5 separate regions of the Mus musculus genome follow, and regions 1, 2, 4 and 5 are each linked to region 3. Evidence: chromatin contacts called from public ChIA-PET, Micro-C and promoter capture Hi-C data. All regions are on one chromosome and are shown on one strand. Each heading gives the region's core, a stretch centred on a gene start, on an enhancer-like site or on the middle of the called end of the contact. The rest is flanking DNA. Distances are from core to core; before and after follow the strand shown. Region 1 holds the start of Tlr2 (toll-like receptor 2). Region 2 holds the start of Tmem131l (transmembrane 131 like). Region 3 holds the start of Plrg1 (pleiotropic regulator 1). Region 4 overlaps Tmem131l (transmembrane 131 like). Region 5 has its middle 24 kb from the start of Sfrp2.

The links. Promoter capture Hi-C pulls out the DNA fragments that hold promoters and counts their contacts. Hi-C and Micro-C count contacts between places; a contact is called where the count stands out from the background. ChIA-PET counts read pairs in DNA pulled down with a chosen protein or histone mark.
Region 1: a contact with region 3 is called in a promoter capture Hi-C map of 3T3-L1-derived adipocytes, with 4 times the contacts expected there. The contact joins the promoter of Tlr2 here to the promoter of Plrg1 in region 3. A contact is called at or near these places in 10 of 39 promoter capture datasets (the 3T3-L1 cell line, 3T3-L1-derived adipocytes, the C10 cell line and 7 more).
Region 2: a Micro-C map of embryonic stem cells shows a contact between it and region 3, with 9 times the contacts expected there. The contact joins the promoter of Tmem131l here to the promoter of Plrg1 in region 3. A contact is called at or near these places in 5 of 39 promoter capture datasets (the 3T3-L1 cell line, 3T3-L1-derived adipocytes, cranial neural crest and 2 more), 1 of 484 Hi-C or Micro-C datasets (embryonic stem cells) and 1 of 9 other capture datasets (adipose tissue).
Region 4: a contact with region 3 is called in a promoter capture Hi-C map of liver, with 2.4 times the contacts expected there. The contact joins the enhancer-like site here to the promoter of Plrg1 in region 3. A contact is called at or near these places in 7 of 39 promoter capture datasets (the 3T3-L1 cell line, the C10 cell line, cranial neural crest and 4 more).
Region 5: a contact with region 3 is called in an RNA polymerase II ChIA-PET map of memory CD8 T cells, with 12 read pairs. The contact joins the enhancer-like site here to the promoter of Plrg1 in region 3. A contact is called at or near these places in 4 of 39 promoter capture datasets (the 3T3-L1 cell line, the C10 cell line, cranial neural crest and 1 more) and 4 of 115 datasets of contacts at active chromatin or transcription factors (the 230-238 cell line, embryonic stem cells and memory CD8 T cells).

The regions. Positions count from the first base shown.
Region 1 is chr3:83,840,190-83,842,889 of GRCm38.p6, reverse strand. It overlaps Tlr2 (toll-like receptor 2), which reads left to right and starts at 1,282. Exons shown (of 3, transcript NM_011905.3): 1 at 1,282-1,370; 2 at 1,754-2,001.
Region 2 is chr3:84,038,842-84,041,541 of GRCm38.p6, reverse strand. Tmem131l (transmembrane 131 like) reads left to right here and starts at 1,381. Exons shown (of 35, transcript NM_172681.4): 1 at 1,381-1,565; 2 at 2,157-2,227. The coding sequence starts at 1,442. Gm30352 (a long non-coding RNA gene) reads right to left here and starts at 1,321. Exons shown (of 4, transcript XR_867387.3): 1 at 631-1,321.
Region 3 is chr3:83,054,228-83,056,927 of GRCm38.p6, reverse strand. Plrg1 (pleiotropic regulator 1) reads right to left here and starts at 1,390. Exons shown (of 15, transcript NM_016784.3): 1 at 1,274-1,390; 2 at 51-157. The coding sequence starts at 1,282.
Region 4 is chr3:83,899,062-83,901,761 of GRCm38.p6, reverse strand. It overlaps Tmem131l (transmembrane 131 like), which reads left to right. Exons shown (of 35, transcript NM_172681.4): 32 at 296-416; 33 at 1,344-1,435; 34 at 2,446-2,585. Among named protein-coding and RNA genes, the nearest start is that of Tlr2, 59 kb to the right of the region's middle. Within about 2 kb of position 1,436, at least 28 of the 459 cell types and tissues checked have an H3K27ac peak or open chromatin away from gene starts, as enhancers often do. A contact at or near this core is called in liver, where this site is marked.
Region 5 is chr3:83,788,693-83,791,392 of GRCm38.p6, reverse strand. It overlaps the pseudogene Gm7115. Among named protein-coding and RNA genes, the nearest start is that of Sfrp2, 24 kb to the right of the region's middle. Within about 2 kb of position 1,437, at least 133 of the 459 cell types and tissues checked have an H3K27ac peak or open chromatin away from gene starts, as enhancers often do. A contact at or near this core is called in embryonic stem cells and memory CD8 T cells, where this site is marked.

The DNA.
Region 1 (2,700 bases), core at 33-2,532, 790 kb before region 3:
TTCTGACTTCAAATCTCAGCTGCTATTTCTGATTCACAGGACATTTTCTTGTGAAAATGGGGGTAAGGTTGCTTGCTCTGCATCCAATCTCGCCTTGCCGAGGTCAAATGGGATCACAGGCACCCGAGGCAGGTGATTAACTTGTTTTAAAGTAGGGGGTTTCCCCTTACAACTGGAATATGGAGCCACATCTCCACCATGAAGCAAACCAATCTACGCTGTTTTCAGAATCACTCTGCGATGCAGCTATGGGATAGAGAAAGGGAAGTACTTAGCTTCAAAGCCATAGATAGAAGTGGGGGCCCCGAATCTTCCCCATGCTTAGAAGGGGGGCTGTTCTGGGGGCCAAGGAAAGAGAAACATATCTGTGCCATCCTTATCCATTCATATCCCAAGCACAATGCTGCCATTCAGGTCTGCATGGAGGCTGGTAGACTCTGTTATCAGATGCTGAGCAGAAATGGATCCCAGAGACATAAGGGCAGGGGGACAAAGTGTTGAAAAGGAGGAGAAAGAGAAAATATTCCTGAGCCCAAGTTGCAACCTCTGAGGATGGAGAGATAGCAAAAGAGTTCAAAAGATGTGTTTGAGGGAGAAGTGAGATTCTGAGATTAGAGTAGTTAGAGTTAGGACCTGGGTCTTGGCAGCCCTGGCTGTCTAGCCTATCCTTTTGGGCCTCGATAGGGTATTTAAATGATTATCAGTAGACAGCAGAAAAGTAGCTATTCAGTGTAGCCACATCAGGAAGACAACTAAATAATGAGGGTGTACGACGCCCCCATCCTAAGTTCAGCATCCTGTCACCACAGGTTTAGATTTAGATAATACAGAAAGAATCCATAAGTAGGCAGTTTTGGTCAAGGTGTGCTATCCCCCCGAGTCATTCAGCCATCATTGTCCAGGCCTCCAGTGTTTTCCTCATGGTGAACTGATAAAAACTCCCTGTGACTGGCACAGGGCTGTAATTTTTTAACGTTTCCTAGCTGGAGCATTCCAATAACCAAAGAGAGTGCGTCTCTTCAGAATATCCTCTTCCTTCCAGAATCCTTGCAGCAGCTCAACTCAGCCAAAAGGCGAGCTGGGAGGCAGCTTTCTCTTTAGGACACCTGGGGAATTCCCACACGGAGCCTCTGGACTTTCAGTTCTGTTTTGCCTGCCCTGTGGCTCCTGCCAGCTCTGATGCCAGGCTCCGTTCCCCTTGCAGACCCCTGTGGGCGGCGCTTGCCGCACCGGGGGCGGTGCTGGCGACCGGGAAGTTCGGGGCCCTGACCTGGGGACATCCCCTTCCCTCACTTCCAGGTCTTCAGTCTTCCTAGGCTGGTGCCCAGATGGCTAGTGGGCACGGGGAGCGGCGGCTGGAGGACTCCTAGGTAGGTGGATCGGTCCTGCTGCCGGGTTGCTGCACCCCTCCCCGGACAGGGTCGAATCGACCGGGGCGGCCGCTGTGCTGTGCGGGGACCTGGTTTCCAAAGTGAAGCACCTGCGCCCCCAGCCGGGCGGATCAGCTTTGGGGCCAGATGTTTGTTTCCTGCTGTGATCCCTGCAGGAAGAGGGACACCCAGGGAAGAGGGGGCCACCGGAGAGCTGCAGCCACTGTCCCAGAGCCCGCGGCTGTGTGATCTGCGTCTTTACAGCCTTTCTGGCCCTGGGGTCACAGAAGGGAGTGTCTGTAGTGTCTCTGAACCCTGGGAAGCTAGGGTGAACGGTGACGCTGTCCCAACTTACATCCAGTCCACCCCTCTCTTGTCCCCAGGCTCCGGGCAGGCGGTCACTGGCAGGAGATGTGTCCGCAATCATAGTTTCTGATGGTGAAGGTTGGACGGCAGTCTCTGCGACCTAGAAGTGGAAAAGATGTCGTTCAAGGAGGTGCGGACTGTTTCCTTCTGACCAGGATCTTGTTTCTGAGTGTAGGGGCTTCACTTCTCTGCTTTTCGTTCATCTCTGGAGCATCCGAATTGCATCACCGGTCAGAAAACAACTTACCGAAACCTCAGACAAAGCGTGAGTGGAGTCTTTTAATAAGTATCTTATGACTTCTTCAGTCCTATAAACGAGAACCTTGTGTTTACATCTTAGATGTCAGGAAAAGGCTTTTCTAGTTTCAAAAAGGAGAAATATTATTTCGGGTGTAAAACGCTCAGATTGCCTGGAGGCTTTTGATCTGACAGAAAGTTCTTCAGCAAAGAGCAAATGGTAGGTAAGGTGGCTGGACTCAGACGGAGAGACCCTTTTCCTCCCCAAAAGGGAAATATTATGAGTACTGGAAAATATCTTATTTCACTACACTCGAAGTTTTTTGTTGTTTTTTTGTTTTTTTGTTTGTTTTGTTTTTGTTTTGTTTTGTTTTGTTTTTCTGTTCTAAGCAAAGAACACTTGCACCTTAAACCTTTAATTAGTGAATACAAAAACTGCCAGGCATTGACAGTATGTTTTGGAAGTTTCTAAGCTACCAAGTTTTTGTTTGTTTGTTTGTTCTAAATTTATAAGTTAACATTTAACGGGATAAGTGCCCAATGAAAAATCACCCTCCCATTTAAAGAAGTGAAGCTTAAGGGAGAACACTTAACATAGGGAAACAATTCAGAACGTTCATAATGCAACGATTGGAAGCCTCCACATATTAATTATATTGAATAGAAGGTACTTCACTTAAATGATCAAGTTAGTAGCGTCAGGAAAGAATTAACATCTACAACCTAC
Region 2 (2,700 bases), core at 132-2,631, 980 kb before region 3:
TGGTACTGTGACCTGAACCAAGAGCTTTGCATGCGATAGCCGGGACATACCATCGATTTTCTGAGACCCTTGAATGCAGTGAGGGAATTTCAGTATCCGAGGGGCAAATAGAAACCCAGAGAAGTGAAATGAAGAGGAAAAAAAGGGTCCAATGGGATAGGACAGGACATCCTTGCCAGGGATGCACCCAAGCAATCTGGGGGGGGGGGGAGTAAGAAATAATTGGAGCTGCTCAAGTTGGACAAAGCAAAATGACATTTCCATGTGGACATTTGCTTTTATCAAGTGTTAAGTATGGCAAAGAAATCAGGTGGTTTAACCTCATTTAGAGTTACATCCAGACAAAGAGATTAGGTTCACAGTATGGTATTATGAAGAGAGCATCCATCATTCATATTGTCCTTGACCAACATCTGACCTGCTATGAGACTACATTTTTTCCCATAGTCTAGACTGGAAGGCTCCAGAAGCAATTAAACAGAAGATCAATGTAAGCAGACAGGTGTACACCATCACTTCCTGAAGCTCACAGTCTCTGAGTTTCATACGAGCTACGTTTGCTGCACACAGCAAATCAACTTAAAAAAAAAAAAAACAGAGGCAGAAAATAAATTTCCAAGTATGACTTACACTACTTATTAATATTGTTAACTGGCAGGCGATCTGTGCCCTCCACTTCAACTACGTTTAGCAAGTGGCTGGCTCACTTTTGCAGTCTGATTCTGCAGGTCCATCTGCAGGGCTCTTGAAGGTCTAACCTAAGCTCTCCCACCTGTCAGGATTTGGACCGTCTCCACAGAGGGCGCTGAGCGCATTACCGCCACGCGGCGCTGAGGTCAGCCTCTCGGGTGTTGGGAGAGCTTTTTATTCTAAATTACAGACCTCGCAGCCACCGGATATCCTCGCTGCATAACAGGCAGTAGCTGTGCGGCTGCACTCGCGTTTCCTGACAACCACAGCAATATTTCCACTAATATCCTGTTCAAGGCCAAGCGCTGGGCTACGATTCATTCCCAGGACCCCTCCCCCCGGGGGGTTAGTGCCCCCACCGTGGCCCGGGTGTCATCGACAAAGAGAACCTCATGAAAGTTCACGACAACACCCTCTCCCCGTGGGCCGCGAGCCCCAGCCCCCAGAGTCAAGCTTCTGGGGGCCCTCGGGCACGTGCTGCGCGCTGTGAGCGTTCGCATTGTCTTCGTCCCTCCGCTCCCCGCCGCGTTCCATCCCCTTCTATCTGCGGAGCACACGCGCTCGGGAGCAAGCGGCGCGCCGGCGCTGAGCAGCAGTCCAACAGCTGCGGGGGCGGGCCCAACAGCGGGGGGCGGGCCCGGAGGCGGGGCGGGGCCAGGGCGCGGGGGCGGGCCCGGGGCGCGGCCTGGCGGCCGCGGCGCCACCAAACAAGAGAACAAGATCGCTGCGAGCGAGCGCGGCGAGCACCAGCATGGCGGGGCTCCGGCGCCCGCAGTCCGGCGCCTACCGCCGCACGGCCGCTGCCGTGAACCTTCTGCTGGGCGTCTTCCAGGTCCTGCTGTCCTGCTGCCGTCCGGGAGGGGCTCAGGGACAAGGTCAGCCCGTCGTCGGGGCTGGCTGTCCCCGCCGCCCCGCCCCCCCTTTCTTTTAGGGAACTGTTGAAATCTGTGAGGGTTCGCGGAGGAAGGGGACTCGGGCGGCTGGGGAAGACGGGCTGCTGCAGCCCTGCGACCGCAGCGTCCCCTCGGCGACTCTAGGCCGGGCCAGGAGCGGGCAGCGTGGGGCTCAGGGACCGCTAGCCGCGCACGCCCCGGAGCCTTTGTGCGCGGGCCCCTGCGCCCCGGGCGCATCCCCCGCTTTGTGTGGCGCGCGGGTGCCTCGCCGCGCCCGGCTTCCTGCAGCTTTGTTTCCCCCAGCCCGGTGGCTTGGGGGTCGCGCCGTGCTTGGTGCGGCGGCCTCATGCCCTGGTCTTGACCAAGCCCGCACGCCCTCATCTTCTGGACCCCGGGGTCCGGCTGGGCATTGTATTTGCATCCTCGGCTCACCCCTCGGGTGGCCTGCCCTGCGAGGGGAGAAGGAGACTTGTTTGGGGGCAGGCGGTTGGCACGAGGGGACGGGCGAGGAAACAGGAAGCGTTTCTTTGCCGTGCATTACAAACGCGGTGTGTTTTTTTGGTGTCCGTGCAGCGTTTGAGCCCTTGCCGAACGTGGTGGAGCTGTGGCAGGCAGAAGAAGGGGAACTCCTGCTGCCCACTCAGGTGAGGAGGACCGGTGACAGGGCGGGTGTGGGCGTGTGAGGGAGGAGAGGCCTGGAGGTTGCCGGCCTTCCCCCCAATGGCACAGGAGCGCTCGGGTCACTTTGCAAGGCAAATAAACGGTCGTGCCGAGCCTGAACACCTGGCAACGGTGGCTCTTCAGCCTGGCTCCCGCGCCATGTGACAGGGTGTGAGTCAGGGCCGCCCCAAGTTCAGAAGGTGGGTGTCCAGGCCACCTCAGCAGGGTTGTGTGTCTCACAGCCTTGCGCCTGGCTAGTGGCGACTTCCTTGGCTCGTTAGTGGGCCAGGGTGGGCGGAGGACTCGCTTCTGGGTCTCCACGGCTGTCTCTAAGCAGGCGGGTGTGGTGTGGATGGCAAGTGGCTGGAGGGTTGAACACAATGGGAATATTGATTTCATAAATGTTAGTGAGTGGTACTTTGCCATTAGCCTAAGTAGCTTTGGGATGAAGAAGTGA
Region 3 (2,700 bases), core at 141-2,640:
CCTTCTGTTAATATTAAATACTTTAGCAACTGAAAAGGAATAAAGCTTACCTCTCTTCATCCAAAGGCACGGGTTTTCCATTATCAGCCACAAACATGTCATGGGTCCTCTTCAATGACCTGAACACCAGTGTGTGTACAGAATGCTTCTGTACCTCCTGTAAAGAGACAGCCAAAAATCACACATCTAACAAGAGACCCATACACCCTAATCGACATGAGAGTCATTATGCAATTTCCACGCTAAATATGGAGAAGGATATACACTCCTCAATAACTGTAACAAACTACAGCAATCAACAACGAAGATGAGAAAGCTCCTGTCTGGCCAGAGCTCTTAGAAAAGTAACTGAGTAATGCCTACAATGTGTTCAGTAGATATTTACCGAGCTAGTACTGTATGCGGCATGCAGTGTACTCAAGAGGCAACAGACAAAAATAAGCAAAATAATTCCACATTTTTGGAGGGTTCTATGAAAATAGGCAATGGGATGAGTTGGTGGGGGGAGAATTGGTAGATATAATCAAGAAAGGTTTCTCTCAGGTGATAAGCAGAGAGGGAGACAGCCTTACACGGAATAGAGGTACAAGCAGTGAAAGTGTGGGAAATCCCACTGCAAAGGTGTCCAGATAACTCAGAACCGCAGCAGTTGTGAATGCTGCGGAAGTGTGGGTTTCCAGGGTCGGTGAGGTTTAGACCTCTGCCACCACCAACATTTTTACTCTATAACACTGGAACAGAAAGCAGCACTGAACTACACTCCTGCAATGTGTTCGTTAATCCTAAGCACTTAGACCAGCTGGAAGTTATTGAATGAGTCCGGGCAAAAGATGTTAGGCTAGACTCGGAGGACTGCAGTGGACCTGGAACGCAGTGGGTGGGAGTAAGAAACGTTTGGGATACGCAAGAACAAACAAACAAACAAAATCAAGAACCGCACGCCTCTACTGCGGTAGAGATGAAATAACAGTGGAACTGACAAGACAGCACGGACTAGCATCCCAGCCACGGTGGGAACATCAGAAGCCCCGCCTCCCAGGAGACGGCCAGGTACCTACGACAACACACGGACTGCAGGATTCCCTCAGGCTTCCCGCCGACTGAAGCTCGGACTTGGGATGTCATCGGCCTTCCTCCCACCCCGACGTGCCGAGACCACCAGCTTTGACTACAGTTCCTTTCCCCAGATTCCCACCACTTTCATCCTACACTTCCGTGGGCAAAGCAAAGCTCCAGGGACAAACGACTCCCAAGTACCCAAGCATCACTTTACCTCCACCATGTCGCCGCCGTTTAGTCTACCCCTCCAGCAGCGAAGGAACTCAAATAATCGCCGCAGAAAACGCCGCCACTATTCGGCAGCTCTTTCCGGAGATTGGGGCCCGTCGCCGGACGTGACGCTAACCGCACATGCGTATTGGCAACCCGCCGCGCAGGGGTCGAGGGGCGGAGTCTAGCGGTGGAGGGCGGAAGCTAGGCGGAGTTGCGCGGAGCCTCTTGGAGGAGAGCGGGACTTCGGCAGCCGCTGGGCGGGACTGGGGCGGGGTTTGGGCGGGGACGAACGATGTCTCCAGGCAGAAGGGCGGGTCTCGGCGGAGCTGGGCGGAGTCTCCTGCCTGAGGGCGGAGATTTCAGCCGGAGCTAAGGGAGCGCGCCAGCCTTAACGTTTAGGGGCGGTACCTGCTTCCAGAAGCTTGGTGCTCCTTACTTGGAGGTTTTAAGCAAGCAACTTTTTCGTTTCTTTTCTTTTTTTCGAGACAGGGTTTCTCTATGTAGCCCTGGCTGTCCTGGAACTCACTCTGTAGACCAGGCTGGCCTCGAACTCAGAAATCCTCCTGCTTCTGCCTCCCAAGTGCAGAGATTAAAGGCGTGCGCCGCCACCACTGTCCAGCTTAAACAAGCAATTAAAAAAAAAAAAAAAAAAAGGTTGAGAACTTAAGTTGGTTTTATTTTATTTGGCTTGACGCTAAAGTGTTGAGGTTTTGTGATTTACCCAGGTTAAAAATAAATCTGTGGCTTATATGATCGATCGTTTTCAAATGTTTTCTGTATTGATGTAGTTGCTATTTGCGATCTTAAGGCGTTTTCACAGATTGTGCGTCTTCCTGAACTGTGGTTAAGTTCACGGATACCGTCCTCAGAATACTGCGAATACTTTGAGAAGGATGAAACGTAGCGCCGATACAGCAATGCTCTCGCTCGATTTATATTTTAATTCATTAAAAACATGAAGGTCGTGTTTTTAACCTGAAAATGGACATTTCTAGTCTTTTTAGTTTTGAGCCTTAACGTCAGCGCCATCTTTGTAGCCCGCAAGTAGTCATTTCTAAATGTGAATGTGAGTTTAGCCAAAGGATCTTATTTTCTGTAAAAGTGGCTAATGTTTGTGCACGTTGCAAGGAAATAGTAATAGCCATAGAAAAGAACATTTTAAATCACAAAACACTAAGGAAATGTAAGAAAGACCTTAATGTATCTATGTTAATATAACTACTAGACAACTCTCATTAAACTTGTGAGATACCTTAGTCATCCTGAACACAGCTTATGCAAGGCTCATAAGGGCAGTCTACTGAGGTAAACCACACTAGGTTTTACTCTTCTTACAGCTCTTGAATTAAGCCACCCGTGTGAAAATTTCCTTCTTAAATGAATAGCTTGGGTGATCCTATTATCTAGTCATGAGACCCATAAATCACA
Region 4 (2,700 bases), core at 187-2,686, 840 kb before region 3:
CACCTAGCTGGAGCTTCCAGACGCATCTGACTCACTCCCTGTCTGCAGTCACATCTTCAGCAGAAAGGCCCTCAGAGAGCCTTGAACCACCAGACTTAGAATTGCCACGCCTTTAATGCCAGCACTTGGAAGGCAGAGACAGGCAGATTTCTGAGTTCAAGGCCAGCCAGGGCTATACAGAGAAACCCTGTCTCGAAAAAACAAACAAAAAAAACCAAACAAACAAAAAAAGAATTGCCGTGTGGACTCTGCCATGCTGTGTTCTGCTCTTAAACCTTCCTCCTTGAACCCTCAGGTCTGTATCCACCCGGAGGCCTGTGGCCTTCCCAGCCAGTGTGTCTGACCAGCAGCTTCAACTGCCCAGTGGAGAACGGTGCCCCAGGGGTGTCTCAGGAGCCCACCTCCATCCCTGACAGGTAGGCCCCACTGCTCTTATACAGCTCCGCTTGGCAACTAGAGCCGGAGCTGGAGCTCAGGGCAATCCCAGATACTCGGACTATGCCTGGGAGCTTTGTGTTTTCTGCCTTCTGGAGTTACACTGTGCTGTCCAACAGCAGCCGCTGTGAGGAACATGAAGTCAGAGCAGTACAGCTGGTAGCCCCACCTGGCGTTCCCCTATAGGTTGAAAGCATGATTTCATACGTGGAACAAATCTGAAGTGCTCCTATTACCTTCTCCCGGGCAGATCTTTATTTTCCTGTGGCTTATTCTTGAACACACTTACAAACTGAAACGGATCAGAAATCTGATATCAGCAAATTGTTACACAATAGCGGTTGCTTCAGTCTGCCATACTATTGTTACTCAGTGAGGGGACCTGGCAAATGTCAGTGTCTGATGTCACAGGACCCACTTGACGGCTCATTGTAACAGTATCCCCACCTTATTTATTCCTGTAATGCACCGCAGCCTGCAGTGACCGCAGTACCAGACAGGTTACAGTGCTGACCTTTCCAAGCTGGATGCTGCTTGTAATCTGGGGACAGCTGGACATTTGATTAGCAGGAGCAGCATGACAGAGCTCTTCAGGTGTATACTGGGGCACTGAGGGTCCCCTTGTCTTCCCATGGTGCTAATACAGCTGCGCCAGATTCCGTGTCTAGCTAACAGATGCGGTTTGGAAGGCAGCGTGCCCTTGACCCAGCCAACTGTCCTGCAGGTACAATGTCCTTGGCAAGAAGCTAAGCCTCTGGCTCTGACTTGACAGAACACACTGCTTATGTCCCTATCCTGGAGACTTGCAGATGAGGATGCAGGGCAGTAGAGCCATTCCTCTGTCTTTACTCCTTTCTTGGCGTGCTGTACTTGAAGCTAGTCCTTGATTTTTGTTTGTTTTTTTGTAGCAGTTTCATTGATTGGAGTGCATCCTGCGAAGGCCAATTTCCCAGTGTGTACTGCCCTCTGGAACTGAACGATTACAATGCCTTCCCAGAAGGTAAGGCACTCGGTCATTGCCAATGCACTCTTGCATTCTCAGAAGTCAAGCAAGGTGCCTGTGCACCTAACAGTGTGCAGCCTGGATGATCCTTGAGGGGGCTGCTACTTGGATCCACTTGTGCACATGGGAAGAGGCAATTTCAAATGGACCCTCCCGGCAGCCCTTGCTCTGGTGTCTGGGGTCTTCTGTGTGTAACCTCATCCCACTGCGTCCTGTAAATTAGGTTGAACTGAGTCACTTATGGCTCTATAGCCTGAACAGGGCAGCTGTTTTATTGGAGAACAGGGCCACAACTTCTCAGCAGGAGACTCTCCTATGGGATAGACTCATTCTTCAGCGCGTCCCGACTTTACCCCTGGGTCTGGGGAACCCTGAAGGAGGGAACCAAGCTTGGGGCAGGAATAGTGGGCACATACAGGTGCTCCATCAAAACACGTGTGTTACAATAAGTATTAAGAGCTGGGGAATTCCCCGAGTATCTGGAAACTGCAGGATACAGCTGGGCCAGCATTTCTCTTGGCTGGCACTGCCCTTCCCAGCCACGTGTCCGGTGTTGATTCTGACACTGCGTTATAGCCAGCTAACCACAAGAGGGAGCTACAGCAGCTGTCCCCCTAGGATTAAAGCTTTAGTACTTGTAAGTGCTTTATGGGGCCATGTGATCTATATGCAGGTTGATGAGGGTGAGGAGGGCTGGTAATTAACAAAATCGAGAGCACGTAGCTGGGAGGTGTATCCAAGAATGCCTGAGCCCCGAGGGTTCCATCCGCACCTGGCCCTGAATGTTGTTGGGTTTGAGGGGAGGGAAGAAGTTTGGCACTGTCCACTTCTTTAGAAATACTCTAACCTCTGTGTTAGAAGTATCCCCATGTAATGAGTGAGCACAGACATGCAGCCCTGCCGGGCGCTCTGTCTTAGCATGCAGATTGCACTCAGGGTTAGGGCCGCCTTTATCCTCCACTGAGAATTCAGCACCTCACCAACAGTTTTTCTCCCATCCCTCACAGAAAACATGAATTATACCAATGGCTTCCCCTGCTCCTCGAAAGTTCAGACGGACTTCATTGGCCACAGCACCCCCTCTACCTGGAACACTCCGGCCAGCATGCCCGCTGCCTGGGGCCATGCCAGTCTCGTCAACTCTCCAGTGAGTGTCGCCCTTCCTGTTCCCCTGCACTGCTCTCTCTTCCTGTGCTCTGCTCGCTTCAGCACAGAGTGCAGGTCAGGCAGACTGATGGGATTCATATACAAGAGTAGTGGCC
Region 5 (2,700 bases), core at 188-2,687, 730 kb before region 3:
CTTCAGAACTTAATCCCCTTCTTATAAGACAGCTTGTTGTCCTAACTGCACCAGACAAAATTCTTGAAAGAAAAAGTTATGACCTCTCTTTCTGCATAAGTGGTTCTTGCCTTTAAAAATTGTTTGAAATCGCTTGTGAGATTTGAGAAGTTTCACATGTACAAAAGGTATTTAAATTGGCTCACTAGACTACAGGGCCGGTGGTTGGTGTTTGCCTGAGAAGGAGGACTGGGAGCTGAGGCCCTAGGTCATGCTGTTTGAGCCTATTTTTCATTTGGTCAGTGAATTATTCACCTAACAAGTCTATACTGAGGACTTGCCATTTGCTAGACTCAGTTCTGGATACTAGGAAGCCAGCAGCCAACAAATATGACCAGGAGCCAGCTCTTTTGAACCTTTGATGCTGATGGAGGTTCTCAGACAATGCACAACCAGACATGCTAAAGGTGATTAGGGGGAAAGAGAACAGGCTGAGGTTTAGAGCTGTGGGGAATTATCATATATAACCTTGTCAGGCCGGGCATTGGTTTTAATCCCAGCACTTGGGAGGCAGAGATAGGCAGATTTCTGAGTTCGAGGCCAGTCTGGTCTACAGAGTGAGTTCCAGGACAGCTAGGACTATACAGAGAAACCCTGTCTCGAGAAAAATAAACAAACAAACAAACAAACAAACAACCTTATCAGTAGCTACTCCAGTCTTTCTTTATGTCCCCAGCTCTGTGAAGTCTAACTGAAAGCAGCAATCAGTTCTCTAAGACCAGCTCAAAGGAACACCCTCCTGCCACGCTCCCAGCTTCTCCTGCTCTTTTCCTTACATCAGGAGCAGTCTTTTGTGGCCAGTCTTCCACTTTCAGTGGGATACTTTTGTCCTTATTTTAAGGATTCAGGCTCCAGAAGAAAAGCCAGTCTCTGATAGTTTCAATATCTCGCCTGTACATATAGTTCTAGTGTGGGCCAGCGCAGAAGAACTGTCCCATGAGCAAACACAAAGATTAGACTGAATTTTCAGTTCCCACCAATAGGAGGCAAGAACTAGCCCGGAGAAACTTCAAGTATCAGCATCATCAACTCCCTGGAGGTAGGCCCCACCACATAGGTTTGAATCCGAACCTTGGGGCAGAGCCCAGCAAGTAACCCTTTAAGGTGACATCTAGTGACTCAGAGCACTCTTAGATTGATTACCTCAAGGCGGAAGGAGAAGGTGGAAGTACAGTGCCTCGCCTCTCTTTTACCCTGAGCCAGTGGGAACTGGTGGGAACAGATAGGGAACAGCCTGGGAGAGAGGATGAAGAGAAGGAAGAAAGCCCGGAGAGAAGGAGGAACGAGAAAGGGGCCATTTCCCAGAAGGTCCGGAGACCCTGCCTCCGTCCGGGGCCGGCTTACATCCCTGTGGGCGGAGTCTTGGAGAACAGACCGCGTCTCGCGCTTGCGGGGCCACATCCTCAGGACTCGTGCGGGGTCCCTGGCTCTCACCCCGCGGGTACCTGCTCGAGCTGCGGGGCTACCTCCAGCACGGCCGCCGCTTTGAGCTCCGCCATGATCGTCGCCGCGTCGGATCCCCGCCGGGAGAGTGTAGCAGAGTCCGCGTTGGAGCCGAGCTGACAGTGGCCGGGCGGGTGGCCTGGCTGTGGCTGCAGTGGTACCTCCTCCGGAGCCCAGGTCACCATGCACTGCGCACCTCCCTAGCGTAGTGAGGGACTCCTCAGTGTGGCATGGGCACGTTCTGCGGGTCCTCCTACATGATGAAAGGTCCTGCGTCCCACCACGCCCTGTACTCTCTGCTGGAACCAGAGGTGACTGGGCTGGAGGAGGGTCCGGAACAGGTAGGAAGAGGGGTGGGGAGTTCAGAACCAATGGATCGGAGTGGGCAAGGGGGCAGTGGTGGGGAAGAGGGAGGGTAAAGGAAGAGTAAAGGGAGAGGGAGAACGGTGTGCTGAGGATAAGGCAAGGGAGGAGGGCGACCAGAGGGCATGAGAAAGGAAGAAGGGCGGAGGAGGGAAGAGAGGAAGAGGAAGGAGAGGAGGAAAGAGTAAGAGGAGGACAGGGACAGCAAGGTAGAAGAGTAGGAGAGGAGGAGGGAAAAAAGGTAGGAAGAGAGGAGGAGAGCACAGAAGAAAGGAAGGGAAGAGGAGGAAGGAAGAGGAGATGAGCAGAAGACTGGAAGAAGCTGAGGGAAGGGGTTGATAGACAGAAGGAAGGAGGGGGAGGCAGAAAGAGGTTTCCTTTTTAGCTCTCTGGTAGAGGGGGTCCATTAGGAGAACAGAGTCTGGTTGGCAGCCCACACGATGAGCTTGGAGCTTTCTTGTTTCCCGGGTCCACTGTTCCTCCACCTTCAGTACTTTCAAAGATAACAAAGCTGAGAAGTCCCGCAGGGAAGAGTATGCAGAACTTTATGGTCCTCAGGGTGGTGCTCCAGGACCTGTAGGGTCTCTTGGGAGACCACTCACAACGTACCTTTGCCCTCTACCTTCAGAGGGCACCTCTCTCCTAACATCAAGTGTAGATTTACTCAAGCATACAATGAAGAAACACCCAGTCAATCATCCAGCCTATAGGATGTGCCTTTACGTCATCACCCACAAGATGTTACTACCGTAGATCAAATGACCAGCTAGATGGTCACATCTCTGCAATCAGGAAACTTACTTCCTAGCAGAGGATAGGGACAGACGCAGGTTCAAGGACCACTTGTGAGGATCA